Regions from separate parts of the Mus musculus genome. Here region 2 is linked to region 1. Evidence: chromatin contacts called from public HiChIP or PLAC-seq data. All regions are on one chromosome and are shown on one strand. Each heading gives the region's core, a stretch centred on a gene start, on an enhancer-like site or on the middle of the called end of the contact. The rest is flanking DNA. Distances are from core to core; before and after follow the strand shown. Region 1 overlaps Zfp462 (zinc finger protein 462). Region 2 has its middle 3.9 kb from the start of Gm34231.

Evidence for each region. HiChIP or PLAC-seq counts read pairs in DNA pulled down with a chosen protein or histone mark.
Region 2: an H3K27ac HiChIP or PLAC-seq map of embryonic stem cells shows a contact between it and region 1, with 11 read pairs. The contact joins two enhancer-like sites. A contact is called at or near these places in 1 of 15 datasets of contacts at CTCF or cohesin (the NIH/3T3 cell line), 4 of 484 Hi-C or Micro-C datasets (the C10 cell line, embryonic stem cells, nephron progenitors and 1 more) and 3 of 115 datasets of contacts at active chromatin or transcription factors (embryonic stem cells, extraembryonic endoderm stem cells and trophoblast stem cells).

What each region holds. Positions count from the first base shown.
Region 1 is chr4:55,003,554-55,006,778 of GRCm38.p6, forward strand. All of the region lies in intron 1 of Zfp462 (zinc finger protein 462), which reads left to right. Among named protein-coding and RNA genes, the nearest start is that of Zfp462, 57 kb to the left of the region's middle. Within about 2 kb of position 1,613, at least 203 of the 459 cell types and tissues checked have an H3K27ac peak or open chromatin away from gene starts, as enhancers often do. A contact at or near this core is called in embryonic stem cells, where this site is marked.
Region 2 is chr4:55,202,401-55,205,625 of GRCm38.p6, forward strand. No RefSeq gene overlaps it. Among named protein-coding and RNA genes, the nearest start is that of Gm34231, 3.9 kb to the right of the region's middle. Within about 2 kb of position 1,496, at least 24 of the 459 cell types and tissues checked have an H3K27ac peak or open chromatin away from gene starts, as enhancers often do. A contact at or near this core is called in embryonic stem cells, where this site is marked.

The sequences.
Region 1 (3,225 bases), core at 363-2,862:
GTTCCCAGCACCAGTGTGTGGGCAACGAGCTTAGTGGAAATTGGTGATGAGAGTGAGAGCATGCAGTTGTGCCCACTCTGCCCCTCTCCTCAGCCGGTGTGTTTTCAGATCTCTAGCATGGACTGTGGACTCTCTCTAAGTATGTCTTTAAGCCATTGCTAAACATAGACAATGGGCCTGGGAGCTGTTCCTGCAAACACTATACTTTGAACTCATAGACTTTAAATATGAAGGAAAGAAGCCCTTCATTAAGCATAGTTTGAGGAAGAGTTAGGATGGTTTAAGAGTTTCCTGTTCAGAGCACTGCTCACTTAAGGTGAAGGTTAGTTTAGAGTGAAGTCTAGTCAGTTCCCAACTGTCATCAGCCATGGTGTTAGAAGTGGGGTTTACCTGAAGGAAGCATATCTGGCCTTGAGGAACCTGCAGCTATGGCCCTGGGAGGGACAGGTAGTGGGAGGGAAGGATGTCTGTTTGGTTTCTACATTGATCTCCTGACCTTTAGAAATAACATTTCTTTTTCAGTTCAGAAACTTGCATTTGTCCTCTTGGTTGTGCTGATTCTGTGAGGAAAAGGTGGTTAAATCTCCTAATCACGGGTGTTATTAAATGAGGTAAATACGAGAACGAGGCTGTTCGCTTTCAATCATAATCTCACTGCAGACCCTCTCTAGGTTAGCCTTTTACAACTGTTGCTCCTCTGCGTCAATGAAGCAGTCAAACATACAAGTTTAATGCCCCATCTTTTTTTTTTATTTCCCTCCCTGTGTTTTGGCTTCTTGGAGGACTACACCGTGCTCCAGAAACACTTTCTGATTGACAGATGAATGGGTCACCCTGAGGTCCAGTTTGCTTAGTGGGGATCATTTCTACTCCCTATTTTCCTGCTCTTGCTTATTACCTGTGTGTACTTTTGTGGTCTCATAAATATATCAAGTTTCTTGGATTGTTTGGGCTATGCCAGCAATTTCTGTTTTCTTCCGTCAGCGTCTTCAGGAGAGCCGTGTACACAAAGACAAAATGGCTTTCAAAGTAAGTCTCCATTCCCATTTCAGTATTGGTACAGACATCAAATTGAAGGCCACTCCGCTCTTCCTGCCACTGGTTGTATCAGCTGCCTGGAGATTAACCTCTTCTAAGGCTCTGAGCTATTTTTGAGGTAAAGACTGCAACAACATTAAAGCTAGAACCCATTAGAAAATCACTTTCATCATCTCTCCTTTTTCCAAATCAGTGGCTCTTTCCCCCTCCTCCTTCTGATCTCATAACCCTTTAATCTCCTTTGTAGCAGAACAAGGAGACTGTTAGTGTTTGCATGTGATGGGGTTAGCATCCTTCATAGAGAACAGTTTCAGAAGACACCAAGATATTAGAGAAGTGTATGGAAGATGGACTCCATCTCCAGGTGGACTGCCTCAATGCTCTGCTCTCCTTGTGCAAGCGGGGCCATTTTTGTGGATGTTTTGTGCAAACCAGGCTCAAAGTCTCCAAAAGAGACACAGCAGAAAGCCTTTTGTTGCATTATTTCTAAAGGCTTGAGGTTTTGAAGGGAAGGGATTTTGTTTTCCTCTGAGCTACACAATGGAGCTTTCACAGAACCTCCTTTAAAAGGAATAGCTACAGCCTTTGTGTGGAAGGGTGTGTCTTTTGGCAGGGTCTGCTGATGCAGACAGACTGGCTGGTGATTAACAAAGGTCATTAGACTTTGGAATCTGGCTAGCAGCCTCGGATGGTATGTCTTCTGTGTGTGGAAGGACGACTCCCAAGAAACCAAGGCATTCTGGAGGTCCCCTCTCCAGGACACCCCCAAATCCTGCTGCAGGACAGGCTCTGGTCCAGGGGCGTCCTGATTTAACCAGTACTCTGCTGGGACTAACGAACCAGCCTATCAATCATGGGATAAAAGAACCTTTGGAGATCTTTGGTGAATGACATTTGAGGAGGAGAAAGGTGCTGCTTTTCGAGAAGAAATGAAAACAGTTAATTCTTTGTTGGGAAGAGCAGAGCTTAGGAGGAGCCCAGCCTGCCCTCGTAGCGTTCACTTGTGATTGTCAGCCTAGCAAAATCCAAGCGAAGCCATGTTGTGCACGGAGGAGAGGCTCTGAGCTAAAATGGCTGCTCCTACAGCTCAGAGGACTAGGGCAGCTTAGTGAGTCTTAGAGCTTCAGTGACGCAGGAGCTCCTATCTCCTGAAAGTGTGATAAACACATTCGGCAGGGCTGTGGCTTGCTTGGCTGAGATGAAAGGACTAAGCTTGGGGGATGGGGAGTGCGCATTGGGTGATCTGCTTTTTTCTGTGAAGTGTTCTAAATGCAGGAGTCGTCTGCACCATGGAAAAATTTGTTTTCAGGTCTAATGGACTGTGCGAAAGGAGAAGTGGGGTGGGGCTCAGTGACTGCTGTAATTTGATCCAGAGCTGATAGCAACCTCTTCCACACAATTTGGGCTGGTGCTCTGACATAAAAGCTTGTGTATCTGGAATATTGAGACTTAGTTAGCTGAAAGGACTCTGGTGTCCAGTTCAATGTTTATTGAAATAGGATAAATTGTTGGGTGAAAGAAGAGGAGGTAAAATATCTGTGTCTCACTCTGCAAAGCCCTGTCCAGAGCTGGACTTGGCCAGTACTTATTTTAGCAGGCTCCGGGCAGGAGCATTCTTTCATAGAAAATCCTCCTGCCATGGCTTCTTGCACTCCACTGACACATCATTGCTGGACTTTGTTCCTCCAGCAGAAATCACATTATCTTTTGTAAGAGAGGCATAGAAAACTGCACCATTAAAAAAGATCTGGCTGCAACCTGAATTCTTAAGACATTTGGTTCTAGATTACAGTACAGTGACTTAGTAGGGCTTGTGATGTTCTCTGTGAAGTAACTTATTCACTGAGATAATAACTGGGTATCTCCTTACAGGATATACACTAAGCTAGGAAGGACTCCACCTTCCCAATATTCTCGTCACTTTGTGGTGAGACTCTGCCTTGAGCTAGCGTGAAGCTTCCCGTAGGTTTCAGTCTCACAGTGAATTACAGAGTAAGGGAGATGAGCTCTGCTCTGCCTTGTTCCACACCAAGTTCACAGGTTGATTTTTGGCTGCTGTTGTTTTATATCCAAGTCTAAATTTCATGGTTATAAAAGTGAGAGGGATGGAGAGGGACAGCTCTGACTCAGGAGCCCCTTTACAGAACTACTAGATTCTGTGGTCTTCATGTAAATGGACATGCCAAG
Region 2 (3,225 bases), core at 246-2,745, 200 kb after region 1:
CAGTTACCATGGGGATACAGACTGCTATGGCCAAGTAGCCAGCAAATATGGCTTTACTGCCTGACTGCTACCAGCCAGTGCCCAGCCCTGGCTTTGTCATGTCCCACCAATCCTTCTTTTCTTCATCTGAAGTGTTGATGGAAAATCTGCCTGACTGTGAGAATCAAGTGTAATGAATGTAATTCCAGTGTGAGGTAGACTATCCAGGCTGGGCTCTGAACAGCCTGATAATGACTTAATGAGTCCATTCCACTTCATTTTATTGTTACCTTAAAAATTAGCATTTATCAGAGCTGGAGAGATGGCTCGGTCATTAGAGAACTGGCTGCTGTTCCGAAGGATTCAGGTTCAAGTCCAGTTCCCAGCTCCCACATGGCAGCTTACATGGACCCCAGACATGAAGATGATCCACAAACATCAATACACACACAATCAAGCAAAACACAAAAACATATTGGCACCTGACTAGGCTTTGGGAAAGAAAACCTGCTACATACCTTGGTCTCTGAAGAATGACCACATAGCCATGACCAACTCTACCGTAAGAAAGCTTGAAGTTTCCCATCCCACTCCCTTGTCTCCTTCTTCTGGTGCTTAAATGCTATCTAATACTTATTCATTTGTCTGAATGCGAGCCACTCCTTCAGTGAGTATCCTCTTCTCCCAACCTGGACTATAAAATCCAGCTCAGTCCTTTGGCTGTAGACTGCAAAGTGAGACTTCTAAAACCCAATCGTGTCCTATCTCTGGGAATAGAAGCCTCTGCTCTTAGTCCTTAGTCTAAGGTGCATGAAGCTCACCCCAGCATTTGGGAATGTTCTCAACGTGCCTCAACCTACTCTCAGCTCATGTCAAGCTGATACTTAGCTGCATTTGGAATGATTGGGACCAGGGGCCCAAATAACAGAAGACCAGAGAACATAAGAGGGATAATTGGCGTTGCTCACTAGACAAGTAGAGCCCAGACAATGGTTAGGTGTCAGAGTAGGGAAGAGAAGGAAAATGGGTTAAAATGAAGCAAGGAGGGGTACTTGAAGAAGGTTGATGGTAGGTACCACTGAAGCAGGGAACTCAAAGCTGTCTGTGTGGAAGAAACTAAAGAGAGGAGACACTTGAAATACAAGTGACAGGGAGGCGGGGGTGGGGGTGGGGTGGTGGTGGTGGTGGTGGTGGTGGCCCCAGTACTGCAGGACAGTCAGGGAGGAAGTGGAAGAAGGAGGAGGAGGTCTCGGATCTGGCCAAGAGAGGCTCTACAGTGTTTTTACTGGAACAAAGTGGGTGGGAAGAAGCCTGCTGGCCTGAGGGAAAAGAATAAAAGAGAAGAAAAGAGAGGAGAGAAGGGAGGAAGAGAGAGAGGAAGGTGCAGTGGGAGGAACTGGCCCTCTCCAGAAGAAAGGCTGAGGTAACCTGAGCCCACCCCCTAAGAGGCAGCCCATTGTTCCTGGCCAGTAGTGACTGGCCACAGCTCCTTCCCTCAGCTCCGCCCGGAGATTTCAGCAGTCACCACCTGTTCCTTGTGGCCCAGCCAGGCAGCTAAAGCCTGAGCCTCTTCAAAGGGACTGACCAGCAGGTGTTAGAATCCCATTTGCCTCAGGAGCACCTTCCTCCTTTGCCCACCTGCCTCACAAATGTCTTCCCTCCAGAGCTCCTGGTGGCGAGGTCACGATGCTAATTCCATCCCAGCCGTGACCAGACGCAGGATGGGACCTGAGCACAAGTCCCCAGAGAATCTAAACACAGCTCCTCTACTCTGTGGCGTGTATGTTTGTTAGGCAGGTCACATCTCCTGCCAGGCCCTCAGTCTCCTCATCTACACAATGGAGACAGCAAGCCTGAGCTGAGAGAGCAGACCTCAAGGCCAGATCAGCAAACGCCGCAAACACTTCCCTAGAAGGTCCGTTGTCCAGAATGTTGGATGTGGTGGTGCTCGGTTGTCCGAAGCTGCAGGCGGGCCATTCACGGGTGCTTCCTTTCCCTCACAAACTCTCTCCAGCTCCGTGGTGGCTGCTTTTGCTTTTCCGTGTACCGCCAGACCAACAGCGTCCCACCTCCTCCACTGCTACCCCTGTAGTCAGCAGCTGTGGGGACGTCACTGTCAGCTGTGGGAAACTGCAGTCTCTGGACTGCTAATTCTAGGACTTAAAATCCTGCCATCTGGGGCTGAAGAGAACTCTTCTGACCTCTTTGCACACCAGGCACACATATGGTGCACAGATAGACATGAAGGAAAAACTCATACACATAAATAAAATAAATAAATACGGTTTTTAAAAATCCTGCATTTGTGGGCTAGGGAAGTGATTTAGTGATAGCTTGCTTAATACACACCAGATGCTGGGCTATATCGTAGGCACTTAAAAAAAAAAATCCTTCCATTATGCCATCCTGACTTCAAAGCCTTCTCATTGTGTTTATAAAAAAGAAAGAAAAAGCACTAAGTCTGCACCTCATGGAATGCTATATATGCCCTATGCTGTACTATATATGTCCTATGGAATGCTATATATGCCCCATGAAATACTATATATGCCTTATGGAGTGCTATATATACCCTACAGGGTGCTGTATATACCCTTTAGAGTGCTATATATACCCTATGGAGTGCCATATATTCCCCATGGAGTGCTATATATGCCCTATGGAGTGCTATATATGACCTATGGCATGCTATATATGCCCTGTAGAATACTATATATGCCCTATGGAGTGATATATATGCCCCATGGCATGCTATATATACTCTCTGGAGTGCTATATAGTCTGCACTGTGAAGTCCTGCATGGACTGCCTTTAGGAGTGTCTTGTTGCTGCATAGCCACTCCCTGCCCATCTCCAGGCTTTTCCTCTGTCACAGCCTTACCTGTGTTTTATCCAAGTCCTTGCTCACCCAATACCTTCAAGGGCCCCCACACCACATGATCCTATTACAAACTGCACTTCTGTGACCCAGCTCCCAGTTCCAGCCTTTACCCTCCGCCCCCCTCGCCCCCACTCCACCCCGCCTCCCCTGCTATCCTATTCCATCCCATTTTCCTATGGGCCATCTCTGCAGAACACTGACTATGTTGTGTTTACATGGAAGCCCTTATTTGCAGGGACAAGGGCTTTGTTCTCTCTGGTTATTCGGAGAGCCTAGAACAGTTCCTAGCAGGTGATAAGCCTTCAGTATCTGTTGACTAAAAGAAAAAAATAAATGGATGAATGTACTTCCTGTGTCTGTCAAGC